Linked DNA regions of Triticum aestivum: region 2 is linked to region 1. The links are chromatin contacts, called in public Hi-C maps. All regions are on one chromosome and are shown on one strand. The core of a region is the stretch at or near the end of the contact, and the rest is flanking DNA. Distances in the headings are between cores, read along the strand shown.

The links. Hi-C and Micro-C count contacts between places; a contact is called where the count stands out from the background.
Region 2: a Hi-C map of leaf shows a contact between it and region 1, with 5 times the contacts expected there. The contact joins the promoter of LOC123046367 here to the promoter of LOC123046359 in region 1. A contact is called at or near these places in 2 of 5 Hi-C or Micro-C datasets (both in leaf).

The regions. Positions count from the first base shown.
Region 1 is chr2B:623,516,995-623,523,201 of IWGSC CS RefSeq v2.1, reverse strand. It overlaps LOC123046359 (putative cis-zeatin O-glucosyltransferase), which reads right to left and starts at 3,730. Exons shown (of 1, transcript XM_044469708.1): 1 at 2,301-3,730. The coding sequence starts at 3,701. The coding sequence ends at 2,301. It overlaps LOC123046360, which reads right to left. Exons shown (of 4, transcript XM_044469709.1): 4 at 6,103-6,207.
Region 2 is chr2B:624,201,435-624,207,641 of IWGSC CS RefSeq v2.1, reverse strand. It overlaps LOC123046367 (probable phospholipid hydroperoxide glutathione peroxidase), which reads left to right and starts at 3,259. Exons shown (of 6, transcript XM_044469716.1): 1 at 3,259-3,539; 2 at 3,831-3,907; 3 at 4,196-4,257; 4 at 4,437-4,555; 5 at 4,729-4,896; 6 at 4,991-5,202. The coding sequence starts at 3,492. The coding sequence ends at 5,023. LOC123046366 (AT-hook motif nuclear-localized protein 10) reads right to left here. Exons shown (of 4, transcript XM_044469715.1): 3 at 6,137-6,207; 4 at 5,446-5,959. The coding sequence ends at 5,756.

The DNA of each region.
Region 1 (6,207 bases), core at 2,481-4,980:
TTATAGGACTAAACTAACACCTTCAATAGTTTTAGGACCTAAACCTGCAGTTTTGAAGTTATAGGACTAAACTGGCAAACCTCCAATAGTTTTAGGACTTAAAAGTGTGGTTTTGGAGTTATAGGACTAAAGTGACACACCTTCAATAGTTCTAGGGCTTATGATGCATTTTACTCTTTTTATAATATGTAACATCATGAAAAAGGTTAAAAATATATATCAACTATATAAAGATCATAATAGTATAAAAAAATTATAATCTCGTCCATGGAAATGGACCACCTAGCGATGACTACAAACATTGAAATAGACGAAGGTGCACCGTCGTTATCTCTCTCCCGCACTAGAGTCGAGAAAAACCTTGTTGAAGTTGATAGTTGGGAAGCCGTCGTGATAATGTTTTGAAGGGCCAACACACCATAACAACAACCATCGCTGACAAAGAAAAACATATATAAAAAGGATCTTACGTGCAAACATACCAATGACCACAAGCACCGGCCGGAGACCAACGTCGATCGGATACAAGTGGACCCGCGAAGACCAACATCGACCGATCCACTGGAAACAAACCTCTACGCTCCTTCCATTAGATCATCTCCAATAGATTCCCTATTTTTTGCACGAAAGTAGGTGTTACAAAAAAATTGGGCAGGAAAACAAGTTTTTTTTGGCACAACAGAGCGTCGTCTTCAGTAACTTCCCTAAAATAGGGCATTCATTTCAAACAAAAACAAATTTTGTTAAACCAAACATTTGAACTACTTCGACCATATTTTATCACAATAGCTAAATCTCAGTCGACCGCCTTTAGCTTTTGGGTTAGTCGATTTTGAGAAGGGCGCAGAAGTTTGTCGAAGGGAGTCCGGAAGGAAGGAAGGAGGAGCTCGCTGGAGGGCTACTCCAATCATCGATCTTAGGGGCAGCGTGTGGGATTGCAGCACGACGGTGGTGCAAGTTCGCCAGGGGAAATCCCCGTCGGTGCCGGGGATAGAGGGATGGGTGGGGGCGGCAACATAGCGGTGGGCTGCAGTTGGGGGAGGGCAGTGTGGCAAGGCTGCACGGGAGTACCGTTGGCCGCGGGCAGCGGAAGCAGGCGACTAGGCCGGCGGCGGCGCTGCGGTTCGAAGGAAGAAGATGAACAGGAGGGCGCGGGAGGTTGAAGAAAGTGATCATGTCGTTCAATTCGCATTCGACGATTGGTAACAATCGACTGACCCAAATTCAAAAATCAGGTGACTTACATCTAGCCACTGCCATATTTATTATTCTGAAACTACTTCGACTACATTCAAAGTTTATACAAGCAATATAATTCAACTACAAACTTAAACCAGTCTGACATGCAAACTTAAACTACAAACTTAAACTAGCACGACATCCAAACTACAAACACACTACAAATTATCCGAGTCAGAAGTCATCGCTGAAATCCCCATCCTCCTTCTTGACCCTGGATGAAGGCCCTGCCTTGGCGTCGTTCTTGCGCTTCTCGAGATCCCTCTCCCAATGGAACATCTCGTTCTAGACATCCTTCGGATGCTCCCTTGCAAACCTTGTCATCGCCTCCTCGCCGCTCTCTCGTATATTGTCCCGCTCATCGATTACAATGTGGGTCGCCGGCTTGATCGGGCTAGTCCCAATGGTCACCGGAGGCCTGGTGTGCTCTGTCACCGCCTGAGACTCGATCTCCGGAAAATTTAGTCTTGAGCGCGGCAACCCGAGCCTCCACACCGCGACGCCCTAGGTGTGGGCGGCAATGTCAGTCGTCGGGTAGGTGCCGAGGAGCTTTGCTACATCAACGGACGAATACGGAGGCTTTACGGGCATGGCTGCCCACCCCACCAGTTGAAATTAGGGGGGCTGATTAATTAGGAGGGAAAGATTATTTACCCCAATCACAAAAGGACAAGTCGGCTGGTCCGTAAAATCCTGTTGATTTGGTCCATGTGTCTAGCATTTTTGGGTGCCGAGCTAGTACCTCCGGCCGTCGTGCTAGAAATCAACGCAAAAGTTGCCGGACGGCCGGGGCCACACCCCCTTGAATCTGCCCTCGCCCTTGCCCTTCGGTGGCAAATTCAATCTTCGACAATTTTAGGATGTAAATTTGGATTAACAACATCCTACTAACCATTCGTTTCAAAAAAAAAAAAACATCCTACTAACCATTGAACCAAAGGTTGGTTCTGTACACATGCATTACTCCACTTTTTTGCTGCGTGATTTATACGTAATTTAAAATCAAACTGGTTGAACTGTGTCGGCATGAAAGGCCATCGTCGCACATGGCATTTTGTCGATCACCTTGTGATGTAAGCAGTGAAATCATCTAGGTCCTGGCGCGACGGACCGCCGTCAACCACGGAGGCGCGGACGGCCTCCCCCAGTGCACTTGCCCGTTGCCGCACGGCCATTCCTTTGTCGGAGAGCATGGCCTCCTCGATGACTTCCTGGATGGCCTTCGCCGTGACCACCTCACTGTGCTTCTCCCATGGGCGCACGAGGATGCCGGCCTTGAGATAGTTGCAGACAAGCTCCGCGTCCCACGGCTGGTCGCAGTGCATGGGCCAGGCGAGAATCGGCTTGCCGTGGCTCAGGCTCTCCATGGTCGAGTTCCAGCCACAATGGCTCATGAACGCCGCCGTGGCGGTGTGCGCTAGGATCTCTAGCTGCGGCGCCCACCCGGTGATCACCAGCCCCCTCCCTTCGGTGTGCTTGGTGAACCCTGACAGCACCTTCTCGTGGCTGCTCTCGCCGGCCTCCGCGAATATGTTGCCGCGGTCCGCGTCACGCAGCACCCAGATGAAGCGTTGGTTGCTGCCGCGCAGTGCTGCTGCAAGCTCCTCGATTTGCTCGGCTCGCAGGGACGACGTCGTGCCGAAGGACACATACATCACCGACGCCGGAGGCTGCTCGTCCAGCCAGTTCAGGCACTCGTGCCGCTGCTTGCTCTCCTTCGGTGCGCTGGCGTCAAGCAGTGGGTTTAACGGCCCGATGGCGAAGAGCTTCTTGCCGTCGGCGGCCAGGTGCCCGGCGACAACGTCGACGAAATCACCCTCGAGCGCGCGGCATGTGTTTGCCAGGATGCCCGCGCCGGGCGAGATGTCTTTCGCCGGTCTGGCCCGGTTGGCGTACTCCACGAACTCCTTGGTCGCACACTGCTCAATGGCGCTGTAGACCAGGCCGTTCTCTCGGAGTAGCCGGTGGTTGGCGTCCATTCTTCCAACGAGCATGGACACGGCCAAGCAGTGCAGCCCGAGCGCCTCGCCGTTGGGCAGCCGCGCGGCCTCCTCGGCGGCGAAGGCGTTGATGGGGTCGTGCACTACGACTATGCGGCAGTAGGAGCCGGAAAGCTTGTCGAGGATAGCCGCGAGCGGGGCGCGCGCGCCGGCGATGTAGGCCTTGAACATGGGCATGAGGTGGGAGGGGAAGGGCGAGTCGGCGGTGGGGTCCGGGGGCGGGGAGACATAGCTGGGGATGCCGAGGTCGTGGAACTGGATGGACCGGAGCGCCTCCTCGCCCCAGCCGTGCACGCGCGCGCGCGCCTGCCCGATGTGCTGCGCGGGCGCGGCGTAGTGCACGTCCACCCGGCGCGACGCGAGCTGCAGAGACAGGTGCAGCAGCTGGTTGAGGTGCCCCTGCGCCGGGAACGGCACCGCCACGACGGCCACAGGCTCCATTGCGTGCTCTGCTCTCCCCATCGACGTTGTGCTCTCCGTGGCGTGAGGACGTGACAGTGGGGGTGGTGCTGAGTGAGTTGCTGGCTGATGACCGATGAGGCTGGACAGCAGCATGGCAGACTATATATGTAGGTGAGCAAGCAGGTCACGGTGGAAGCTTCCTGGCCTGCGCGCAGGTGAGCAGCCCACGGCGGTGGAGCCATGCTTACATCCAGGTTCAGAGCAAATAGCAGGAGACGTATGGCTCTACGAGTTCGCCATGTGCCTTGCATGCGTGGTCAAGAACACAACATCCATGCCAGAAACTTGCACCGGCTCAACTCGGCGAATATTGCTCTCATTCTCAAGAAGGATGGCGCAGAGGAGATCTCTGACTTCAGGCCCATTAGCCTCATTCATGCTGTGGCTAAGCTCATTGCCAAGATTCTTGCCACTAGATTGGCTCCCCACATGAATGATATTGTTTCAATTGCGCAAAGTGCTTTCATAAAAAAGAGGAGCATTCACGACAATTTCATGTATGTGCGGAATCTAGCCAGAAGATTTCACCGCACAAAAAAGCCTATGCTCCTCTTCAAGCTTGACATCAAGAAGGCATTTGACTATGTTAGATGGGATTACCTGTTGGAGATGTTGAATCACCATGGCTTTCCTGCCCGCTTCCGGGACTGGATCTCGGCACTACTATCCTCGGCGTCCTCAAGAGTTTTGCTCAACGGTATTGCCGGAGACCCAATCAAGCATGGACAGGGACTTAGGCAGGGGGACCCGCTATCACCATTGCTATTTGTGCTTGCCATCGACCCACTACACCATATCCTCAACAAAGCCACCACCCAAGGCAAGCTTCATCCCCTCCCTGGGAGGCACATGGGGATTCGTGCCTCTCTTTATGCCGATGATGCCGCAGTTTTCTGTGCCCCCGTCAAGGAGGACGTACAATTCCTTGCGGCCATGCTTACTTCCTTCGGTGAATCCACCGGCCTCTCCACAAACTGCACAAAGAGTATTGTAGCCCCTATCAGATGTGCCAACGTGGACCTAGATGACGTTCTCCAATCCTTCCCGGCATGCCGCTCCTCCTTCCCTATTCGCTACCTTGGCCTCCCACTCGCACTCAAAAGATTAAGGAGGATACATCTCCAAATGCTGGAAGACAAGCCAGCAGGCAAATTGGCGCCTTGGAAAGGCAAGCATGTTGCTATCTCGGGTCGCATGACCTTGGTCAAGGCGGTCCTTACGGCGGTGGCCATTTACCACATTACACCGGTTGACCTTCCGGTGGAGGTTCTCAAGGCGATCGATAGGTTGCGGCGAGCCTACCTTTGGGCCGGAACTGACAAGGTAACTGGTGGAAAGTGCAAAGTAAACTGGGAGCTCGTCTGCAGGCCAAAAGAATTTGGAGGCCTTGGCATTTTGCACCTGGGCAAGTTTGCCGCTGCCCTCCGGTTGCGATGGCTTTGGCTCGACTGGGACGACCCACCACGTGCGTGGTGCGGTATGGGGACACCTTGCACGGCCAATGACCGTAACCTGTTTGCGGCTGTGACTAAGGTCGCGATTGGCAATGGACAGAAGGCTTCCTTCTGGGAGTCGCCTTGGCTGGAGGGTTTTAGGCCAAAAGACATTGCTCCAAAGATTTTTGAGATTTCACGCAAGAAGGGGGCATCTGTTGCCACAACCTTGAGGGATGGGCACTGGATAAACCAAATTGACTACCATAACGGCCTCACGCTTGAGCACCTCCAACAATTCTTGGCATTATGGGAGAAGCTTCTGAATGTCATCATCCGGCCTGGTGTCAAGGATACCATCCTTTGGAAGTTAACCAACGATGGCCAGTACTCAGCTAGGTCTGCTTATATTGCGCAGTTTGCTGGCCTTACTCGCTTAAGCTTGCATGCCACTGTCTGGAAGGCTTGGGCACCCCCCCCCAAGTGTAAATTTTTTGCCTGGCTTGTCACTCAAAACAGAATTTGGACTGCCGATAGGCTCCAACAGCGAGGATGGCCTAATTGCGACCGATGTCCACTCTGTAATCAGGTGCAAGAATCTGCAGCTCACCTCCTCTTCAAGTGCAGGTTCTCTACTAGAGTTTGGAATGAGGTGTTTGTCTGGCTTGGTCTAAATATCCCCACGACTCCTTGGCTCCAGTTTACCACGGTCAAATCTTGGTGGGACGCGCTACTCACTAACAATGGTCAACCCACAAAAGCTATATCTTCCCTTCTCCTTCTTGTGGGATGGGAACTTTGGAAGGAAAGAAATGCGCGCGTCTTCAGGAACAAGGCGGCACCGCTGGCGATCATCATGCGATGCATCAAAGAAGAAGTGTCCATTTGGGTCATTGCGGGCGCCAAACATTTGCGTAGTGTAATGCCGCGAGAGTAATTGTTTCGACTTGTGACCGCTTGGCGGTCTGTTTGTAACGAAACCTCTTCTTAATTAATGAAAATGGCAAATCTTCTGCCTTGTTTCAAAAAAAAAAAGAACACAACATATTAATAAACCTGCCAATTCCATCTCC
Region 2 (6,207 bases), core at 2,010-4,509, 680 kb before region 1:
AACGCCGACCATCGCGCCTTAGTTTTCTCTTCCCTCTGGGCGGCGCGGGTCTTGGCGTCAGCGATGCAGTGTTTGATGAACTCTTGCAAACGCGTGGTAGCCGGCGCGGCGTCCTTCGCCGACTTGGCTCATTAGTTGCTGTCAGGGCGCCCATCAGCCGCGCCCAGCGTGGGCGCGTCCGGCTTGTACTTCTCCTTGGTGTTGGCGAGGGTGCGTCAGACCTTCGCCCACTTCTCGCACTTCTCGATCCAGGAACACGTGGAGGTACTTGAAACTCTTGATCAGAACTGCTGTCCTGACGATACATGACGAACATCCGGACCATCTGCGCCGAGGAACAAGTGTGAGCGACGTACACGGTGAAAAATGAGTGAGAGACCGGCATCATACTTGACTCTCGTAGTTGACGCCGCTCTCCGGGCGACCCGCGATCTCCTCGACGATCCCATGCCATTTGTTAAACGCAGTTTGGATTAGCGCCCAATGGTTGGCCATGGCCTTAGAGCCGTGCTGCATGTGGACGTCGACGAAGTAGGGATCGACTAGCTTGCGCTGGGACTTCGACTTGATGCGCTCCCAGTACGTACGTGTCGGCGTTCTGGTTCGTGCCGGTGATCGGGTCGAGGCAGACGATCTTCCACGCTTCGGCTCGCCGGTTCTGGCCGCCCGCCTCTTCTTTTACCCTTTCCTCGTCGGAGCAGGCCCCGGCTCCTCCTCCTCGCCGTCCTCCTCCTCCTATGGCTCCTCCTTGCCGTAGTCGAGCCTGTCGTCCATGTCGTCGTTGAGGTCGATTGTATCTTCTTGGGCATTGAACTCGGGGAAGGTGGCGGCGACTGAGCCGGTCTTGATGATGTCGTCCATGTCGGCCTCCGTCCCGTCGGGGTTGCCGAGATGCGACGGTGAGGCTTGTGAGAAGAGCAGCACGCCACGGTGCAGAGGTGGCGTCGGGGAGGATGCGTAAGCCGGCGCGAGTAGGTGTATGGGGGGTACTGGACGCCGGCGAACGCGAGCGAGGGCGTGCGCTGGGCGGGGTGGCCATGTGGAAAGGTGATGTTGGGGTTGAACCCGCCACGCGCGTCGCCGTCGGCGTAGCCAGGCGAGGGCGCGCACCCCTAGGGGTGTGTCGATGACTAGAAGCCAGCCGACGACCTGACGCTCTGCTGGCTCCAGGGAACGTGCGGGCCGTGGCCGCCGGGCGGATTCATCGTCCCTGCGCGAGACACCTCTGCTTGTTCCGCCGCGTGATCTACCTGCTCTGCCACGCCCGCCGCCGCCGCCCTGTCCCGGGCCTTCTTGGTGTTGAGCCTGTACCACTGGCCAGTGGTGACAGCCTCCTGGCGCTGAACCTCCGCCTTCCAGTCGACGTTTGACATGCCTAGGGGCTTGGACGGCGACGCCCTCGGCTTCCTCTGCTTTGGCTGGGTGACATCGGCATCGGCAGCGGCGCGAGGGGCGGCGTACTTCTTCGGCGGCATGGCGGCCGGATGGAGGGGAGAGGGAGGAGAATGGCGGGAGAAGGGGGATGGAGGGAAACGGAGGGGGAAAAGCAGGGGGGTCAGTGGGAAAAGGGATTTCTCTAGCCGACAAAGCAGACCCACGCGCCTTTTTGCTTCGGCCGGCGCCTCCAGGCAACCCCCGGGGGCTTGGGTTCGGCTCGAGTTCGCCGACTGTTATTTTGGCCTAATCCGGCAAAAAATGAGACCCTAGGGCGTGACCGGGACGTTTTTTGGACGCCGACGCTAAAAAAATGGCCTTGGGGGCTCTTGGGGGCGTGGCTGGAGTTGCTCTAAGCCGGATCTGGCCCCATCCGAAAGTATTTCGGGATCAAACCCTTTTGCTAAGCCAGAGTCGAGACGGTAGAGTATAATAGCCTATCGCCAGTCTCTGAAGGTATGCAACTTATGCACGTCAGCGCAATGTTGCCCTACCGCCAAACAAGCTGACGGTAGCCTGTGTACCCATACCGCCGATGTGTCCGACGGCAAGTGAGTACACACAATGTATTTGTTACTTAGAAAAAATTTACGATAGGGTGTGCACGTCTACCATCAAGACCCTTAGCGGTGGATTGTTATACCCTGCAATCAGACGCTAGAAAAAGTACAGATCTTGCTAAACTTTCGCAAAAGAGTGAAAACATGAAGGCCCTGTTTGATAGCTCTGTATTTTCGAAGTATTCCGGAAATACTACATTTTTTAGGATTACCATGGTTTTAATTACTTTGAGCTGTTTGACAATCACTAAAAACTATGCTATTAATACTACAGTTTTTCCAATACTATGGTATTTTCTCTGTTCTAAAAAAAGAACCTCGGACCTTTTTTAAAAAAACCGAGCACGCGAAAAGAACGAGAGCTCATCGTTATCTTCGCTCGCTCCCAAGCCGCCGCCCTATTGTCTGTGGAGCTCGTCTTGATCGGGCAGCCATGAACAGATCAAGGAACGGCAGTACAAGTACAGTGCACTGCGAACTGCCATGGTCGATGGGGCGGAGCAAGCTGGTAGACTTGTCTCTTTCCACGCCGACGGCAACGCGGATGAAGGCCAAGCTGTTTTGGTTCACGAGCAGCTTCGCCGTATGGTCCACTGCCTCCATGCGCAGCTCCTGATTATCCCAGATGTGAAAGAAAACCAAGCGGCTCCGGCAACGTGCAGCTCTGCCATTGACCGCCTCCTCCCTATTTGTTACTCCCTCCGTAAACTAATATAAGAGCGTTTAGATCACTACTTTGGTAAGCGTAAGAGCGAGATTGTGCATGGCACGTTTAGCTTGGCCATTCAGTTAGTGCATGATCGTACGTCGGTGCCGTGCATAGCAGTTCATCAGTTTGCAGATGTCTAGCTAGCTCAACGCATAATTCGAAACTGCTTCCAATGGCTCTTGCCAAACAGGTCCAATGTATTCTAAATACTTCAAAATACTCTATTATGGCAAAACCGTGGTATTATGTACCTGTAGACTAAATTATTGTAGTTTTCAATACTTTAGTTTTTTTAATGCTTTGTTATCAAACGGGGCCGAAAATCGGCCTCCAGTAGCGCTTGTGCGACATTTGCGGATTTGCCTTCCCACCACCGCCAGTTCCGCGTACGAGATGAGCGATCCGCCGAGACCATCCGATCCGATCGGACGGCGAGGCCTCAGCCGCCCTAAGTTGACCCCAGCGCCTCGATTCCGTTCGCACGGACGGGTCCCGGCGGCTACGTGCTTCCTCCGTCGCGGGCCACGCGCATTCATTATTTACTGCCGCGGGCGTTCACACCTCTGTCCATAACAAGATTCCAAGCCCCAACCTCCCCCCTGGCCGTGGGCCTGGCCCTATAAATCTCCCGGTGACGTCCCGGCCCACCTTCCCATCTCGTCGTCTCCACGCTAACGCCTCCTCCCCCCAAACTCCCAACTACCCGCTTACTCCTGAGTTCTGAGCCCGGTCGATCCCCGCCGCAGCCACCGACGCCGCCTCCGTCAACTCGCACGGGGAACCTCGCCATGGCCGCCGCGTCGTCCGCCACCTCCGTCCACGACTTCACCGTCAAGGTCATCCCCGCTCTCCCTCCCATCCCCTTCGGTCTCTGTATTTTGTTCACACGCTGCTAGATCGCCTGCTCGGCCTGCTCCAGACTCCGGGCTAGCTCGAGGTGTGCCTAGTTTGCGCTTTGCTTGCTCGGGTGGATCTTCGTGTGAATTCCGCTGCCGATCCGTTGGATTTAGACTGCTGAACCGTCTGAATTCGCTGACCGGTATTTCGTTGCGCCTGATTTCTAGAAGCCGCTTAGGTGAATTGTGCAGTAGTACGACTGTATTGAACGAGTTATCCTTGGCGTGCAGGATGCAAGCGGCAAGGACGTCGACCTCAGCGTCTACAAGGGGAAGGTTCTTCTCATTGTTAACGTCGCATCCCAGTGGTACGTACGACCTGTAAACCTGGCATTCCAACTTCACTTTCAGCTCGGCTATGAGATATCTCCAACTTGCAAGCAGTGCGTTGAATCAAATTATTTTGTCTGGTCCGCAGCAAATGAAAAATAAGTACAGTCCAAATCAATAGGTTATTATATGCCGTGTCCTGCTTGATTGTCCAAAATAATGATCGTCTACGCCATTAAACATCGACTCTTTATTAAATGAATTCCATAGAAGACCTTACTTCTTCAGCTACGCTGCTAATTATTGTCTGTGACCAATTGTTCCAGTGGCTTGACCAACTCCAACTACACCGAGCTGAGCCAGCTGTACCCGAAGTACAAGGACCAAGGTTTTTTTCTTCATCCATGTTTTTTGTTCCCCTTTACCTTGTTATTATATCTATGTCATATGGATTACTGGGTTTAATCTACATATTGCTTCATGATGTACTAGTTAGTCGATTTACACAACATACTCTGGTTATTGGATGCTAACCTCTGTGTTCTATTGCCAATTTGTGGTTTACAGGCTTTGAGATCTTGGCTTTCCCATGCAATCAGTTTGGTGGGCAGGAGCCTGGCACCAATGATGAGATCGTTCAGTTTGCCTGCACCCGCTTCAAGGCCGAGTACCCCATTTTCGACAAGGTACATTTGTGCTGTGATCTTCCTAGGCGAAAGCAATGCATTTATCTGTTTCAGTGTGATAATGTTGCAAATGTTTCAGTGGGATGCCCATGAATCTCCATTTTATCTTAAGAATAATCCATCCGAGAAGGTTTATGCTGCAGTATTGAGCCCTAGTTTGTATTGTCTGTCAGGTTGATGTCAACGGCAGCAATGTTTCCCCCCTGTACAAGTTCCTGAAGTCTAGCAAAGGTGGCCTTTTCGGCGACAGCATCAAGTGGAACTTCTCCAAGTTCTTGGTTGACAAGGAGGGTCACGTTGTTGACCGCTATGCCCCGACCACTTCCCCACTAAGCATTGAGGTAACTAACAGCACTGTGATTCACATCCCCTTGCACATGTTGAATCTTGAAGCGCTAGGCGGTCAACATAACACTTGCTTTGTATAATCTGCAGAAGGATATCAAGAAGCTGCTTGGGAGCTCTTAGACCCGCCGCTGGCTGGAGCCTCGAGAGAAATCGGCACTCTGTATTCTAGAAACAAGAATAATGTCGTGTTGAAATAAAATCTGTACCCAGCATTTCAGAGGATGCATCTGCTATATTTTCAGCATCCTACTCTGTACTTGTTGTATATGTTGTGTTAATGAATGCATTCAAATATTGTAGCTGTTCGGTGTGCCTTTCATTGGATCGTGTTGTTGTCTGGTCAAGTTTCTGAATAACATAATTTCTCACATTGCTGCATCAGCTTGATAGCATGATTCATCTCTGCATTTAATAGCGGCAACTACCAATAGGTGGTAATGCGTAGCACAGAAACTTAGCCTAATTTTGTGCCAAGATCATGGATAGCATAGGTAAATCCCACGTATCGCAAATGTTCAGAAGGCGCTTCTGTCATCTGAATGTGCATTTCATAATCCTTCGACATAAAATGACTTGCTATTACTAGTTTATAGCTCCCACTGATATAAGTCTGCGGAATTACACCGTTGTTCCCGACTTAGCAAACGACATATCAATTTTACATGTCTCTAGAAGTCTTGGTTAGAATTTAGAACTACTTTTCCTCCGCGAATTTGAGTTTGGAAGTACACTTCCGCCCACAAAATATCTTTGGAAACCAAAGTTTTTAATAGCTTGCCCTTACAACTGTTATGTTATATCTCCATCATGTATTATCTTCATGCATATGTCGCAGCATAGTGAAGCCAAGAGCTAACCATTGGTCAGGTCGAAGTCGTGGCGATCAAGTTTGACATCTTCAATCCTGGACCACCCAAACAGAGGCAAAGGTGAAAATGGTTCATAAGGCATTGCATCCAGCTCCCAAGGTACTTTCAGCTCATTAAGTTGGCTGTCACTGGTCTTTGGCTCCTTCTTTTCCTCTGTCACCGTGTAATTGAAGCTTCCAGCAATTACCTGAGGTAGCAAAACACTGTGTGAGCTTCTACACAAGAGAGAACAAAGGCGGAAAAGAACATCAGGAAGATGCCATCGACAGTGTCACCACAACTGTTTGGAGAATTTACGCATTAGTATTTTTTACTGTGGCATGTGCCTGCAGTTCCACTTGGTAAGTGGCAAAATTGTATGTACCTGCACAGGGTCAGCAGCGATCAGCGGCCCTCCAACGCTACCTCCAAACAAGCTGCCGCAAGGAGTAGAAA